Linked DNA regions of Xenopus laevis: region 2 is linked to region 1. The links are chromatin contacts, called in public Hi-C maps. All regions are on one chromosome and are shown on one strand. The core of a region is the stretch at or near the end of the contact, and the rest is flanking DNA. Distances in the headings are between cores, read along the strand shown.

Evidence for each region. A called contact is a pair of places that touch in the nucleus more often than the background predicts.
Region 2: a Hi-C map of the XTC cell line shows a contact between it and region 1, with 2.4 times the contacts expected there. The contact joins the promoter of dusp1.L here to the enhancer-like site in region 1. A contact is called at or near these places in 2 of 4 Hi-C or Micro-C datasets (the XL177 cell line and the XTC cell line).

The regions. Positions count from the first base shown.
Region 1 is chr3L:49,433,830-49,436,351 of Xenopus_laevis_v10.1, reverse strand. No RefSeq gene overlaps it. Among protein-coding and RNA genes, the nearest start is that of dusp1.L, 51 kb to the left of the region's middle. Within about 2 kb of position 1,256, at least 2 of the 7 cell types and tissues checked have an H3K27ac peak or open chromatin away from gene starts, as enhancers often do.
Region 2 is chr3L:49,484,885-49,487,406 of Xenopus_laevis_v10.1, reverse strand. It overlaps dusp1.L (dual specificity phosphatase 1 L homeolog), which reads left to right and starts at 1,262. Exons shown (of 4, transcript NM_001087101.1): 1 at 1,262-1,878; 2 at 2,172-2,320. The coding sequence starts at 1,509.

The DNA of each region.
Region 1 (2,522 bases), core at 7-2,506:
TATCCTATGCTCCCTGTGTGTGTTATACTCTATCTGCCCTATGCTCCCTCTGTGTGTTATACTCTATCTGCCTTATGCTCCCGTGTGTGCCATACTCTGCCTGCCCCATGCTCCCTGTGTGTGTTATACTCTATCTGCCTTATGCTCCCTCTGTGTGCCATACTCTGCCTACCCTATGCTCCCTGTGTGCGTTATACTCTATCTGCCTTATGCTTCCTGTGTGTGCCATAATCTGTCTACCCTATGCTCCCTGTGTGTGTCATACTCTGCCTGTCCTATGCTCCCTGTGTGTGTTATACTCTATCTGCCTTATGCTCCCTGTGTGTGCCATACTCTGCCTACCCTATGCTCCCTGTGTGCGTTATACTCTATCTGCCTTATGCTTCCTGTGTGTGCCATACTCTGCCTACCCTATGCTCCCTGTGTGTGTCATACTCTGCCTGTCCTATGTTCCCTGTGTGTGTTCTACTCTATCTGCCTTATGCTCCCTCTGTGTGCCATACTCTGCCTACCCTATGCTCCCTGTGTGCGTTATACTCTATAAGCCTTATGCTTCCTGTGTGTGCCATACTCTGCCTACCCTATGCTCCCTGTGTGTGTCATACTCTGCCTGTCCTATGCTCCCTGTGTGTGTTATACTCTATCTGCCGTATGCTCCCTGTGTGTGCCAAACTCTGCCTGCCCTGTGTTCCCTGTGCAGGGCCAGAACTTTTTTAGAAAAAAAAAAAAACATCTCGTAAATGTTTAACTTATTGCTAAATTATTTCAGCAATATGCATTTTATCACCATTAAACAAATTCAGGCATTTCCATATGCTCAGACTGACTTTGTGCCTTTTGCAGTGGAAAAACACAGGAACAATTAGTTGTAAGAATTTGATATTTAATTGAGTCCTTTCCTGCCAAAGGTTAGGTCAATGTACCAAAATTCCACAAAACCAAAGCAGTGTTGCTTGTTTATACCTTATGTTCTTGGCATGTGCAAGAGAACAAAAACATGAATGGATCTTTGTCCTTAAGATAAGTGCTAAGCCAACTGGCTGCCTGTTCCAAAACAGAATATTTGCCAGCGTATTTATTAAAGCGATATTACACCCTCAAATTAGACGTAAACCTCTCTGTACAGGCTATAATAGAATCTAAAGCGCTGCTCCTGGTAAGAAGAGTTCCATTTACTGCGTGTTTGACTGGTGATGTCATACCAAGGCCCCAACATGATTCTATACACAATAGGAGCCTGGGGGAGGGGAGTGTTAACGAGCTTGTGTCATCCTCCAGTCACACAATAGCTGCTTAGGCAAGGCTAAATGTACAGGCTGAGCCATTAATAACCTCACAGAATCTTGGAGAAAATAAACATAGAGATTGTAATATTTCCATTATGTACATCTCTAGAGAAAATGAAATAAAGATGTGTAGTGAGAAACAAAGAGAAGAAGAAGCAAGAGTGGGGAGAGGAAAGAATGACAAAAAAAAAAAAGTCTTTGGGCTGATTTACTAACAGAGGTTCTAAATTGCACTATTGCAGTTACCAACAGAAACCATTTAAATATAGCTGACATTGTCTGGCTATGAATGCAACGAATCCAGGATTCGGTTTGGAATTCGGCCAGGATTTGGCATTTTTCAGCACCATTTGGCTGAATCCAAGTGCTTGACTGAACCGAATCGGAATCCTTAAAATCATGTGACTTTTTGATAAATAAACATTTTTACTAGCCACGCACACAGCATGTGGTTCTCTTAAACTCTTCCTGGCCTAATTTGAATATGCAAATTAGCTTCCAGATTTGGCTCTGGATTCGGATCATTCCTTCCTTCATACACAAACTAATAGGAGTTCATAACCTCAGACATGTGACTTGTGCTCTGATAAACTTCAGTCATTCTTTAATGCTGCACAGCAAGTTGGAGTGATATCTACCCCTCACGCCCCCCCCCCAGCATCAACAGTTGGAGATACTGTAGATAACAGCTCCCTGACACAACATAACAGCTCCCTGACACAAGATAAATGCTCCCTGGTAGATATGAGTAAAAATCCAAGTCCCACTGTGACTCCTCCAGTTACATTGAGTAGGAGAAACAATAGCCTGTCTGATAGCGGTTCCATTGTGATGTGCTGGCTCTACACACCAATATTACAGCTAAAAATACACTTGGTTGGTTCAGGAATAAAATTGTATATGGTAGAGTGAATTATCTGCAGCATAAACAGTGTAGTTTAAAAATAAAAACTACACCATAAAAATCCTGACAGAATCCCTTTAATGAGAAGCACTGTAATGTTACTACCCGTGGGCACTCAAACAGGCAAAGTAGTTCAGCTAAATCATTTGAGAGACCCTTGCTAAACGATTACAACTAGCAATATAGAGATTGGAGGGGAGATAAAATACCGGAGTGTGCTGTTTTAGAAAGCTCTTGTTGCTGCTAGCAATTCAATCTGTGATGTTTTCACCATTGGCTTCTATCTTAATGCCATCCACTCACACTATCTTGCACTCAATATAGCTATAGGG
Region 2 (2,522 bases), core at 13-2,512, 51 kb before region 1:
AACCCACATATTTTACAGCAAATCATTAGCAAACTAGAGGGCCAAACAAAGGGCTTTCAAAAGTATTCTAAGAATGTTAATCAGAAAAATTGCATGTAGGATAAGTACCATCTGCAAATAGTTTTAGTCTCTGTGCAACTTGTACTGAGCGCAGGGCCTAGTCACAAATATACAACTGAGTTGTTCTGTGGGGGCAGCCCTGGACTGGCAATCTGTGGGTTCTGGCAAATGCCAGAGGGACTGCTGTATGGTTCCATAGAAACTTACCGTTTCGGACTGGCCCACCGGGATACCAGGAAAACTAGCAGTGGGCCCAGGTGTCAGTGGGCCCTCATGCTGCTAAACTTTCGGTCTATTTCATTGCCATTCCCTATTTCTATGAGGACAAAAAGGATAAATAGATGGAATAATTGATTATAGTATAAAGAAAACAGACTAGGAGAGTAGAGGTTGATTGAGGAGATTAAGAATATTAATACTGAGAGTGGGCCCCTGGTCTAAGGTTTTATGGTGGGCTCCTGGTCTAAGGTTTTTTGGTGGGCCCCTGGTGTCCCAGTCAGACACTGGTTACCATATAGTGGGCTGTTAGGGGGCTGTTTGGGCCTCTGTGTACTTGGAATGGCAGGGCCTATTTTGACTCCCAGTCCAGGCCTGTGTGTAGGGTTGCCACCTAGCCGGTAATTTACTGGCCTGGCCAGTAAAAATGATGGTTGATCCCAATGTTATTTATAGGGAAAAATGATAAATATATAGGAAGGCCGGTATTTTTTTCCGGAAAAGGTGGCAACCGTATGCTGTGTGGGGGGTGCCTTATATTAGGAACTAAATCTTGACATTCCAAAATGACAAAGGTTGATCACCAGAGGAAATTGATTATGGCATGTGGGAGTCGGGAGTTACATATGAATAAGCTAAAGAAAATGTAACTAGGTCAACTTTATTTCATCAGTTTGTGAGTTATCATCAAAAAAAAATCCAGAACATTGCGTGCCTCTTATTTAGACGAGGGCTCCACTGAGCTCCTTGTGACGGGATAAGGTTATAGCAGTTTATTTCCTGCTCTGGCGACAGGACAGCACCGAAGCGCTTGTGTGTATTAGTGTTTGACTTTGCTGCTAGGGCTCTGATGACGTTATTCTACTTGGCGGGGTTTGCCAGTGAAGGGCGTGGCTAAAAATGCCTAGCCTCGTTGAGTCACGTGATGCAAACCATTCATAAAACAACTCCCCTTTGCCTAGTATAAATAGGAGGCTGGAAAGCCGAGCATTAGCAAGAATTACAGCCAGCAAGGAAACAACAACTTTAAAGAAACGTAAGAAACAAGAAGAAAATATCAAGAAAAGTCTGGCTTTATTTTTTTTTATTGAAACATTAGATCAGCGACAGTATTTATTTTATTATTTTTAACAGTCGGTATAAGCTTTTATTGGAGCTACAGAGGCGCCGGAGCGTAAAAGAAGCGGGAGAGTGGAGCCTATTGTCAAGGATTGTCCGGCTCATCCCCAGCAATGGTCAATATGGAAACCTGCGCTATGGATTGCTGCGTGTTGAAAGCGCTGTTGGCAGAGAGAGCTCACAAATGCCTCATATTGGACTGCAGGTCGTTCTTCTCCTTCAGCTCGTGCAGCATCGTGGGATCCAGCAATGTTCGCCTGAGCACTATCGTCAAGAGGAGGGCGAAAGGCAGCATGGGCTTGGAGCACATCGTCCCCAATGAGGAGCAGAGGTGCCGGCTGGTGGCTGGGATGTACGAGGCGGTGGTGCTGCTGGATGAGAGGACATCAGAGCTGGACATGCTAAGGAAAGACAGCACCATGATGCTTGCAGTCAATGCCCTGTGCAGGGACTCCAGGGGCAGCAGCATCTACTTCCTAAAAGGTACGTTAAGCTCCACTTCTCAAATGACCAACTTAACTCCCAGGTCCCAAACTGCGCTTCCCAAAACATAATAAAATATTGTTTACGATCACCCTGGCCCTGATATTTACAGTGTTTATGTACAACATTTTGTGCACACAAAGGTTTACTTTTAGTGCAAAACAACCCTATTTGCAGAGCTTGCACTTTGGTGACAAATTTTTGCACGCAAGGAAAGCAAAGTGCTCTGGGTTTGCAAATTCAGCTTCTCCGTACGCATCTAACCGCTTGTTTTATTTTGTTGTGTGTTTCAGGTGGCTATGAGACATTTTCTGCACAGTGCCCAGAATTCTGCACCAAAAACTCTCCTCCAGTGGGTCTGAGTTTGCCTCTTTGTGCCAACAACGTGCCAGGCAGCGCTGACTCCAATTGTACTCCCTGTGGAACTCCACTCTATGACCAGGTTAGTATTCCTGTCTAAATGGCAAGAACACTCACAAACTCTGGCCAGGCTATTCACTAAACCAATATTTACCAGTAAACATTGCTGATAAAGAGTCCCGCCTGGGTTTTCTTTTTATACCAAAACAATAGATACTGGCTGTGTACAGCTACTATTTCGCCTACAGCCTATGTGTAATTCATAAACTACATGATGAAAAATC